2 separate regions of the Danio rerio genome follow, and region 2 is linked to region 1. A link is a contact called in public Hi-C data. All regions are on one chromosome and are shown on one strand. The core of a region is the stretch at or near the end of the contact, and the rest is flanking DNA. Distances in the headings are between cores, read along the strand shown.

What was found. Hi-C and Micro-C count contacts between places; a contact is called where the count stands out from the background.
Region 2: a contact with region 1 is called in a Hi-C map of an unstated tissue, with 4 times the contacts expected there. The contact joins the promoter of frya here to the promoter of b3glcta in region 1. A contact is called at or near these places in 2 of 18 Hi-C or Micro-C datasets (caudal fin and an unstated tissue).

The regions. Positions count from the first base shown.
Region 1 is chr15:34,188,386-34,194,796 of GRCz12tu, reverse strand. It overlaps b3glcta (beta 3-glucosyltransferase a), which reads right to left and starts at 3,239. Exons shown (of 15, transcript NM_001302251.1): 1 at 3,129-3,239. The coding sequence starts at 3,192. It overlaps hsph1 (heat shock 105/110 protein 1), which reads left to right and starts at 5,408. Exons shown (of 18, transcript XR_012390939.1): 1 at 5,408-5,689.
Region 2 is chr15:34,385,490-34,391,862 of GRCz12tu, reverse strand. It overlaps frya (furry homolog a (Drosophila)), which reads right to left and starts at 3,889. Exons shown (of 61, transcript XM_073923799.1): 1 at 3,787-3,889.

The sequences.
Region 1 (6,411 bases), core at 1,990-4,489:
CAATGGCTTGAAGTAAATGGTATTAACGTTAGCTTTCTGTATGCTTATTCATTGTAACTCTTTAACATTTTGTGCTGGTGTTTTGTATGGAATAAATTCATCCAGTCAGTGTTTACTCGTATCACTGTAGTTCCTATTGTGCAGGGTTATACATTTGTATACCTCTGAAATAGCTATGATCTAATTTAGTTCCTCTAAAAGCCTTGCTAACTAAAACCTTTCCCAACCAAAAAGCAGGTATTTTCATCATTAGTTCTAGAAACTGTGAGAAAAGTTCATCTGGTCTTAACTTTTACATAGTACCACCAAACAAACTTTTGTTTTAATGCCTTAAATATTAAACTTTTTAGTTTTATCGTCATTTTAACCAATTTACTTTATTATGCACTAATATCAATCTTTTATGCTGCTTCATTTTGATGTAGAAATAAAACTTTACCAAACATTTTATATCCAATAAATCACAAGAAGCTTTGTTTTGCTCACTTTGATAAAAAAAACTACAAGTTCTCTCTCAAGTTCTGGTGATTTTATCAGGAAGATTAAATAATAAATTCCATTTTAACACATTTGACACAGCAGATTACTCTGGGCAATTTAATGAACACGATCATTCATCGTGTGCTAGAAATAAGCTTCAGAAATATGTTGGTTAACTTGTAGACATAATTCAATGTAGCCTTACAATTACAGTTAAACTTAGAACTATTAGCCCCCCTGTTTATTTTTTCCCCAATTTCTGTTTATTCTGCATATTTTTAAACATAATAGTTTTAATAACTCATTTCTACTAACTGATTTATTTGATCTTTGCCATGATGACAGCAAAAAATATTTGACTAGATATTTTTAAAAACATTTCGATTTCCTTAATCTGTTATTTCATTTGGGGAAAAAAAACAATATATTTATAATACATTTATAATATTTTGGAGCAATAACTCAAATAAATCATTGACTTTAGCTAACTTCATTTGTTTCAAAAACATTGATTTTTTTTTTTTTTTTTTTTTTTTACAATTTAAAATGGCATCTTTGGATATCTTTTTTGCTGGCGATACTGTTGTCTTTAAAAAAAGTAAATAAAAAATCTTACACATACCTCAGGAACAGTATAACAGAAGATTTTGATGGCTTTAAAACCTTGACTTTTCCAAACCACGGTATACCTTGAAAACTAAAATTAATGATGACTAAAAGGGATAGTACACCCAAAAATGAAAATTTACTCACTATTTTCGTTTCCATGAGTAGTTTCAAAACTTTTATGAGTTACTTTCTTTTGCAGAACAGAGAGCTGTAAACACTGCAAACAGCATGAATGCCAATGTTCCAGGTTTCCAGCATTCTTCAAAATATCTGCTTTTGTGTTTAGCAGAAATAAAAAAAGGAAGGCAAATAGTTTTTAAAAAATGAGGAGTGAATAAATAATGACAGAATTGTCATTTTCAGGTGACCTATTCTTTAGTTATTGTTTATGTATTTTTAAATAATACAATAAATCCTCCATGAAAGTAAATAATTACAGCTACTGGGAAAATTACTATAGTTGTAGGTCTGTCACAATAATCAGTATATCGACCTATCGCACAACAAATGGACATGATCTCAGTCATTTTTGGTGAAGCAGTATATATATCGCCCATACATAAAAAAATAAAATAAAAATACAACAATTCTAGCAACATTTTGGCTGATTTTGCAACATCCCTACCTCTAATGGAGATGTCAGTAAGGTTAAATAAACACTAAAGTATTTACTATAAATTACTATAGTATATATATAGTAGCAGATAGCAGCCCAACTTCTTACCTTACATTTTTTTGTTACCATTTATTATTTTTTTATTTAGGATATGCGTTTTCACTTTCTGACTCCACTGCCTCATTATCAAATTGTTTAAATAACTATAATTAAATGAAATATTCTTAAGAATAAAATATGATGTGTTCTTTGGAAGAATGTACTTGAATCGTGATCATATTATATTATATTATATTATATTATATTATATTATATTATATTATCATCTTGGCATTATATAAAGAATGGCATAAAATGGTCTTAAAATGACAATAATATAGTTTATAGCAATTATCAATTTATCGTACAAAAAAACATGGATATTGTGACCGGCCTATATATTTGACCCAAAAAAATAATTTTGTTTAGATGTGAATGTGCAATTTACATGTTTTGCTATTTTTAATACTGGTTATCTAATTGAATAGTTAACTGCAATGAAGGACTATAAAATATACTCTATTTTGCTTTCCTCCTGTGAAGCAGGTATTCTACCATACTTTTCTAGTCCGCTACTTTAGGTACTGTTCAAAATATTCAAGTATCTCCCTCAGACATTAACTTTAACTAGAGTAAAGAAAGAGTAACATCTCAGGTACATCTTCTTCCAACGGTATTTCAGATTTCCACACACAAACTGTTGTGCTTCAGACTACCGCACATCAGTCTGTTCAATTAATTATTTACAGTTGACTACCAGGTTGTGGCAGCTTTAAACTTCCTGTGTGATGCCCAATAAACCATGTCAAGACAAGAAGCTATGTTTTGAGACAAAGAATATTACACCCAAGATGCCCAAAAATGTTGTCAAGCATGACAGCTCTCTAGATTTCTGAGACAAAATCAATCAAAGTCACAAAAAAAAAAAAAAAAAAGTCTAGACAGGCTAGATTCTGAAACAGCCAATCACACCCATGGTACCCCAAAAAAAATGTTGTCTAGGTAGGCAGCACAGTCATTCATTCAGGCTACTATGCAAATAAGTTTGAAAAAGCATGAATGATTAAAATACTTTAATATGTACTCAATGCAGCTATCAAACTGAGTCAATTAAAAAAAGCCTAACGCATTCCTCATAACTTAACGGAGTGCAGAATAGCTGTTACACTAAATAAAACAACAAGGAAGAGTCATTTTAAACAGGTTAAAATCTGCCATTAGAAAAAACTGTTCACTATAAACACGTTTTTCCATCTAAAAGCAGTATATAACAGTTTAGACAGCTGCTTATTTCTTGCAAACAAATTAACAGCACGTTAACGTTAATAAGCCAAAGATTCTCGAGCTCAGAAACTTAGGCATATAAGAGTAGAGAAACACTTACCAAGAGACCAAAGGAAGAAATACTGGGTTACACTGTATCCGTTTTGACACTTTATGGAGAGCATAGTAAGAAGAAGCGCGGTTGGCAGCTCTGTGTATCCTATGTGTGCTGTAAAAGCGGAGTGTTTGCACTGCTTCTGTATCCACACTCTCTACTGTGCGAGCTGATCATCACACAGCTTTGTTTTGCGAAGACATTTCCTGTTGAACGCGCGTCTCGGCTGCGCCCTCTGGTGGCCGCGTACACGGGTATTACAACAAGGGGCAGTGCTTGTCGCTTGACATTAACATAAGCGCGATTAAAGGGCTTATTAAAGAGATAGTTCACCAAAAACGACACTTGTCATATTCAATTTATAATACAGGCATCTAAATAGTCTGTGGTTCTCTTTTGAAAGACTTTAAATTAGTAGTTTACAATAAGGTTGTATTAATAAACAAGACATTACAGTATTAATTCATGTTAGTTAACTTTAGTTTAGATCTTTATTGTTCATGTTAAAGTCACAGTGCATTAATTAAAGTTAACAAGCATGAATTTGATTTTAAAAACGCATTAGTGGGTAAAGGTAAAATAAATGCTGTACAACTGTTGCTCATCATAAATACATTAACTAACATTAACTAATGAATACATCTTGTAAAGTGTGACCAACATAGAATACAAAAATTTATTAAAACTCTGTGGAGAAATGAGACTTCTTCCCTCCATCTCTAAAAATAACAATAACACAGAGAAATATTTGACTTTTATGACATCAATTAAATACTTGTCAAATTTATTTTAATAAGTTGTAAAAGGCAAAAAGTCCAATTTCATTTTCCTTAAGGTTAGTCTCTTTATTTATCAGAGGTTGCCAGTCTTGCCACAGTGCAATGAACCACCAAATTAACCAGCATATGATTTCTACAGTGGATACCCTTCCAGCTACAACCCAGTACTGGGAAACACTCATACACTGCGGCCAACTTAGTTTATTAAATTCATCAATTGCATGTCTTTGGACTTTGGGAGAAACCGGAGCACTCGGAGGAAACCCACGCCAACAGAGGGAGAACATGCAAACTCTACACAGAAATGCCAACTGACCCAGCTAGAACTCAAACCAGCAACAGTGCTAACCACTGAGCAAACATGTCGCCAAGTCTGTCAAAAGCAGTCTTAAACTGCAGATTTTTTACACTTTCTGAGATATAGGCTATTTCTTTACTAGCATCAGTATATCAAAATTCATTTGAAGGATTTTAACCCATTGAATTTCTGTGTTTACATAATGCCACTGTTGTTGTTGTTTTATTAAAATATTGTTTTTTCCATTTACTGTACCCTATAAAGACAAGTCAGTCTTGCAAGTCAATGATCAGAAACCACATTAAATGTGATGCCATTTGTGCAATGTCACTTTTTAAAAGAAGATAAGGAATATCAATGCGGCACGGTGGCACAATGGTTGCTGGTTCGAGACCAGAGCTGGTCCAGTTCCCATTTTTGTGTTGAGTTTGCATGGGTTTCCTTCGGGTGCTCCAGTTTGGAGTGAATTAACTAAATAACTGTTCGTAGTGTATGATTGTGTTTGTGAAATAGTGTGTATGTTTTCCAGTACTGGGTTGTAGCTGGAAGGGTATCCGCTGAGTAAAACCTATATGCTGAAATAGTTGGTGGTTCATTTCGCTGTATAGACTAAGCCAGAAGGAAAATGAATGAATAAGGAATACCATTCATTCACACCAAACAATTTCCCTACATACAAAACAAAACAAGCTCTGATATCTACACCCACATCAAATTACAACCACATATGAAGGTGAAATACTAGCCTACATAGCTTTACACTGAAAGACAAAACAAAAGTCAAAATGTAGCCTACAAATTAAAAAGGGTTAGAATATGATGCTTTTTATGATGGTCTGAAGGACTTTTTTATCCTCTACCTGATTATTTTCAGCGTAAATTAAAGTGTCTTTCTAAAGCGAAACCTGTTAGCATAACAAGCTAAATTACGTCTCAAAACTGACAGGTGCATTAAACGTGCTTTAGTTTCGACTAATAAGAAATCATGACTGATACTAAAAATACTAAACAGTCTATTTAAAAACAAACAAAGTTATTAAGAAAAAGGCCAAATGTAAATTTTGTTTAGACGAATCTATCATAAAGCCATTAAAATAACTTGTTCTTCTTAATATTGTCATTTCTTGAAGCTCCGTGGGCGCTCTGTATCTGCGCCGAAAGCTCTGGAAGTGTAAACGCCATCAGTGCGCGCTGCTGATGCTGCCGATGGAGACGGAAGTTTCTGGAAAGTTCACTGAAACAACATATAAATGGGTCCCGCGTCCTAAAATAGCATATGCGCTCTGGATTATCTGCCCTTTCATGACTGACGCTTACACACACGGATTTGTTTGTCCATCTGATCTGAGCACATTGCTTGCCGTACCGAGCAGAGTCCGGGATATGGCTGTCGTGGGTTTTGATGTTGGGTTTCAAAACTGCTGTATTGCCGTGGTCAAGAGCGGAGGAATTGAGACAGTGTCCAATGAATTTACAGACAGATGCACGCCGTGAGTTGATGAAAGCTGTTTTTGCCTAATTTACAAACAGTAATCACTGCATGAAAAAATACACACAGCTTGTATGTATTCTCAGATTATACACTTTTGTATATTTATCAGTCATATTTTAGGACGGTTGGTCTAGTTGATAAGCTGGTAATACTTTTATATATGTAAACAAAAAGAAATGAAAAACTTACTGAAACTTTACATATACTCTAGTTTAATGAAGTGCATGATAAAGTAGCTGTTAAACAAATAGTTCCTCAAATCATACAGTTGTCCATGTCTCTAATGTGAACATGAGACTTTTTGGTGTATTGTCAGATTATATGGAGAAAAATAAATATAGGTTCTATGAAAAATAAGTGGTAGTCCAAGTAAGATATGCTTAGATTAAAGTTTTAAAAACAAACAACGCAGTGGCGCAGTAGTTGTTGCCTCACAGCAAGAAGGTCGCTGGTTCGAGCCTCGACTGTGTCAGTTGGCGTTTCTGTGGGGAGTTTGCATGTTCTCCCTGCGTTTGCGTGGGTTTTCCACCCGGTGCTCCGGTTTCCCCCACAGTCCAAAGACATGCGCTATAGGTGAATTGGGTAGGCTAAATTGTCCATAGTGTATGAATGTGAATGAGTGTGCAAGGATGTTTCCAAGTGATGGGTTTTGCAGCTGTAAGGGCACGGTTCATTTCCTGTGGCGACCCCGGATTTATAACGGGACTAAGCCGAACAGAA
Region 2 (6,373 bases), core at 2,640-5,139, 200 kb before region 1:
TCCTATTGACACCTAGACTACTCATCAAATAAACAGAAATTAATGACTACACATATAAAGTCTAATTTGTCTTTTTTATGAGTCTATTTTTGGCCTATTCTTAGATGTCTATAAGATCTTAACAAGTTTAGCCTGTTTTTAGCCAAGCTGTCTACATTTAAATGTCTATTAAACACAAAATTGTTTGCTGGGAAGTGAAGGTTTAGTAAATGATAACAGAGTTTTCAATTTTGTGTGAACTTTCCCTTTTTATCTGAGGAAAAAGTGTCAATTTTACATGTTTTATTTAAGTGTTTTTTTTATACATTTAACACTAAACCATTACTAAATATAATGATTTAAATATTTAAACATATGTATGACACAATAATATATAGTCATACTGATTATAATAGATAATCTGACACCAATACAGCAAGTGAAATGAGGTTGAGGTGATGCCAATGGCCGAGGCCAGCATTCACTGTATGAAAGTACTGGTTCTTTCCGCTCCACTGATAATGGGGTCTTTCAGGCTATCAAGGTCTTCACCCTGCACCTGTCCCTCGGCTGTTAACAAACAGAGGCGCAGCTAAAGTCCAACAGCCAACCAGATGGCTCAAAAAACACAAATGGGTGGAGCTTACAGCTCATCAACCAATGACACGGCATAAATCCGCCGCCACTGACACCAGTCATGCTGCTCGTATCTGGTTACAGACAGGTGATTCTGTCCTTTTTTTTGTGCAAGGCATCGATACGTACACAAATGCTCATTGTTCAGCCTTCAAGATGGGAAGAGGAAATCAGCCGCTGGCTCAGGTTCAACAATCAAGCATTTGACACTCACAAAAGAAGGACTGTGTCTCAAGTGACACATGAAGACGTTGGTGTTTCAATGTCCCTGGGCCATGGCTTTTGTCTAAACGGCTACGCTCATGCCAAGCCATGACTGGAAAGCAAGCGAACAAGATACAGGCTAATTAAACAATGTATACACACGCCAATGTTGGTGAAATACATGTTGGTGGATGAACACTTACAAGGAGGAAACATGACCATGTAAATGATACCAGATCATAAAGCTCTCGCACACCTACTCATATATTTATAGTAGCGTTCTAAAACCAGCACGGTTGCCTGAGAAACAAGATTCAGTAGGATGTTCTTCAGAGAAATGTTCTCTCAGAATGATTGAATATACTCTTGAATGACAGCTGAAGGGATTGTATCACTTAATGTCAAAAAGGTCAACTCACATTGTTTCTGATAGCTTCATGTGTATTTGAATCCCAAAACTGATTTCACCAAGTAGGATATGTTCCTGGATTAACATCAATGTTAATCCTGGAACAACATTCCAATCAGCCAATCAGAATTAAGGGATACGTTTATCGTTTATGTTAAGTTTAGGCTTACTGTTCTACATGATTGTTATCCAACTATTTTTCTCCTCTGATTTTGGGAATTATTTACAGTTATGGTTGGGTTTAGTGGTAGGGAATAGGTATGGATTACATTTTCAAACAAAAATGATGTTTCAGGGTGAACATAGATGTTAATCCAGGATCGCATCGTACTTGGCAAAATCAAGATGTGCGTATTTAAATCATCATCATAAAAAAACTGATGTCAACATTGCAGTTCCTCAACATACACTGCTTTCTGGATTATTCTAGGTCATCATCATAACCTAAAATTATTATACATTTTTATATAAATTTATATTCATATCTACACTTCATCACATGTGCATTTTAAACATGGGAAATCATTGTGTATGGATGGAAGCTTATAAAGAATACATTTAACTAAAGATAATTAAAAAAAATAAAGATTGGCAGTCATTCTAGCATCACAGACTATTTTATATAGACCATTTCACTGTGGTCAAGCCATTGGCCCATGAACATTTCCTGCTTGTTGTCAAACTATTTCATAACTGTAACAAGCGTCAATTTAATCATAATTTTATGTTAAATCAGCTATCATAACAGTATTTATCAATATGTGACTTTTTTTTAATTCTCTGAAGCTATGGAAATTAAAAATGCAAAACAGAAAATACATTGGAACCATTGTGTTTGTTTACATCCCTCAAAATGGTCTATGAAGAGAGAATAAAATTCGGCAAGTATGTTATAACAAACAACATACCAGTTGGATGATATTTTTAGTATTAATTCTATGCGTACAAATGTAACATTGTTTAGCACGATTGTTAAATAAATAAAAAACTGTCATGATATTTGTAATTGTTTATTTATATGTGCCGCATTGTCAATTTGTCATCTTTTCATTCAAAACCTGTAATCGATCTAATTTTTCCAGATCAGTTTTTTTCAATTACTTTCCCTATCATGTGACACCGATCTGTTAGGCCTTTATGTTTATACTTAAACTAGGACGATGGACACGTTCTTAAATAGTAATTCGCACTACATAGACGATTATTGGAAGCTGCGCCAGAGATGCCTTGAGACGGCATATTTTCCATTACATTAAAATTATTATTTTCACTCTTCGTTTATAAGAAAAAAACGACTGTTGGTTTTAGGCAATATATGTTTTCATTTCAGTTGGCGTTCAAGAAATACTCATAAATGGTAGATAGTGTGTTTCCATCAATTATTTTAAAATCAAGTAATGCACCCTTCATTCTGAAATCTCTTGCTTGTAATATGTGAGCATATTTACTGTACAAAACGTGTCCCTGAACTATGAGGGCAAAAGAATAAAATAAAATAATAAATTGTTCATTAATCATAATCAAGCCAAAATGTTCAATTAATCAAGATTTAGATTTTAGGGCAAATCCCCCAGCCCTAATAATAATAATTATTAGCTTCGCTTACTGTCAGTGATCCTCAAAAACTACATTTTGAGTAGCTTTTAAAAATACAGCAGACACCAAACTTGTATCTAAAGTATATATTTATATAATTTACCATTTAAAATATACAGTATTACTATAATTACTATAATAATGATATTTTTATTTATTTATTTATCATATTTTAAGTTCCCTCCAAGCATATTTTTTTAACACTGTTAAGATTATTCTAGGCTTAAATTTAAACTATTAGTAATATTTCACATTCAGCAGTGGTTCATACGCATATCTATCATTTATAAATAATAAAAAGCCTCAATTTCAGGGTTTACACAAGGAAAACAGCACTTTAACAAAGATATTTTTAAAAATAGTTTTACATAAGGTCTGGCAGTCCCTCTAGCTAGCAGCATGGGCTCATTTACATAAAAGAACGCCTACATACAGAATGGCTCTATATAATGTTTAACCATTTATTTAACCAGAACTAGTGAAAGATGGTACTGTATATCAAAATAATCAACGTCTGTTCATCTTCCTCTTTAAAAAATGATTAAAATTCAAACTTATAATACTTTAAAGAAACACATGTAGTCCAAGACACCTTCAGATAACGGTTTGGTGAATTACAGTATGCAAACTACAAGTATAGAATAGCAATTAAAACGTTTATAAAGGCAGTTCTTCTCAAAAGTGTTAAATAATGAGCTAATATTGTAAATACGTCAGTGTTTGATGCGCGAGAAATTATCCCGAAATAAACACATGCGCAACACTTCCCTCGACCACAATACAGCCTTATAAACTTCTGTATAAGACTTTAAAGCATATACAAACAATATAAGAGGCTGTAGTTGAGTAAATGTGAAGGATAATGTTCGAGTGATGAATATTTTATACAAAGTGTGGATTTACAGAGCTGACAGATTAAACCGCTCAAGATGTCAGTGGCAAATGAAAGCGAAAAGACGTACCTGAGAGGAAACGACTTTTTTTCTGACTATTGCTCCATCCCAAAGTTGCTGCGGCAGCGGTGAATTCTCGCACTTGCCTCGAGGTATGCAGAGCCTCTACCTCGTTACGACTGTCAATCAAACAAGTAGAGACAAGGCGTAAGCCCCGCCCACCCAGAAAGCCCCTCCCACTTGTAGCCCTCTGGCTGTCTCTTTCTGTTTTGACAGTCTGTGTGCATTACTGCCTTTACTCCTCTATCATTTAGCATGTTAATAATGTCAAGTCAGCTGTTCAGTGTAGAAAAAAATATATTGTATAGCCTAAGGTGTTTATTTTGATAAAAGGCAGGCTGATTGTACATTATGAATCATCCTTTACTACACTTTGCTACTATGCTAATAAACAAATACATGCACATTAAATATGAATGTGAGTTAGATTACTTTATCATCTTTCTTTTGTGTTCATGAAAAATAAGCGGATATAAAATTGCCAAAACAACAAATAGATTAGTGATTTCAAACAATAGCACTATTATGCATTCTTTCATCAATATTACATCCAGTTTTCAGCCAAACGTTTAAATTGAAGCTTGCATGAATCTGCATATTGTTTTAAATAAGCCCTTATTCTGAAGTCATGTTTTTGGCATATCTTTAAATAATTTATTTATTCAAATACAAGTCATTTTATAAGTGTTCCCTTATTATTTCATATCGGCCCTTATATCCTAACAAAATAACATACATGTAGTCATATGCAGGCTCTTTATCAGGTGTGAGCTCTCGTTTATAGCTCACCAATGACCAGCAGCGCGGGCAGTGGAGAGCTCATCTGAAGGTTTAGGGGAGGAGGACAGCTCTGTTGACTCTGCTGGAAGAGATGGAGAAAAGGTTATAGAACAGTTTTGTTGTCCTGCTGAAGAAACAGACAATTATGTAATTATTGACAAGTTTAATTAGTGCCTATTTGACTAATTCCTTCTCTATAAATTTAAAATATACTCTAATTATCTTAAAGGGATAGTTCATCCAAATATTAAAAAAAAGTCATCATTTGGTTCCCATTTACTTGTTTCAAACCTTTCAACACAAAATAAGATATTTTGAAAAAAATTATAAAACAAAAAAAAACTGTAACCACTGACTTTCATAGTATTTGTTTTTCGCCCACTATGGAAGTCATTGATTATGAAAATATCTTCTGTGTTTAACACACACACACACACACAGTATGCATACATATACAGTATATATATATGAGCAATATAACGAGTAGCAGTGCAAATTGGCTGTAGTTCGCCTTAGTGTTCCACCAGTGACATTATACAGCCATATCGCACTGCTACAAGAGTGACATTGTGTTTATACAACAGTTCGCCAGCATTATCGTATTAATTAAAAAAAGAAATTCAAACACAGAGTCAAAAAAAGCCTTTTGTATGAGGAACTACTTTCTCCCACCATTCCTTCACATCTGCAGCTGACGTCAGAACAGCAGAAACCTTTGCTACTACACCAACATCCCTTTACAGCTAGTGTTAGAATGATTTGCGTAATATCTAAAGTGATGATAAAACAGCTGATTTTGCTCACATTTTAAGATTATAAGGCTGAACGGCATGAAATGCCATCTGTATACAGAGATTTCACAGTATTTCTCTGTTGCAATTGGGATATTACAATAATTAACGTCAAAAAAGCCAAAGCAAAGCAAAAACACTATCAGAAACATTACCAGACTGGTATACAGTAAATACAACACTACAACATACAACAGAAAAAGATTGAATAGAAAAGTCACTTACCTGTTTTATAATGTTTTGATCAGCTTTAGTTTGTAATTACGTTGAGTTTTTCTGCCCTAAGGGCTTATTATGCGGCCTCTGTCACCATCTTGTGAATGGACAACATCAACCATCTTTGCTCTGCTTAGTATGACAGGCTGATGGATGCCGATGCGCTGTATCTCCGAAATTATAAATATCTAAAATAGGCAATGTCCTTATAAATGAATTACATAGTTGCAATCTAAACAACAAAATTCTTGACTAAAAAGACTCGGAAATACATTATGTTGTCCAACAGCTGTAGTAAGTTTAAATATCTGCTGCCTCTCTATGTGGGCGGAGTAATACACAAGAGTGAAATCATATTCGCATTCAATCATATTCGAGCCAATCATATTCCAGAACCAGACAAAACTGTTGTGTGTATATTTACAGTTGGAAGTCAGAATTATTAGCCTCCCTTTGAATTGTTTGTTCTTTTTTTAATATTTCCCAAATTATGCTTAACAGAGCAAGGAAATGATCACAGCATGTCAGATAATATTTTTTTCTTTTGGAGAAAGTCTTCATTGTTTTATTTCAGCTAGAATAAAAGCAGTTTTTAATTTTTTTAACACCATTTTAAGGTCAATATTATTAACCCATTTAAGCTATTTATTTTTTCGATAGTCTATAGAACAAACTATTGTTATACAATAACTTGCCTAATTACCTATAACCTGATTAGTTAACCTAATTAACCTAGTTAAGCCTTTAAATGTCACTTTAAGCTGTATAGAAGTGTCTTGAAGAATATCTAGTCAAATATTTTTTACTGT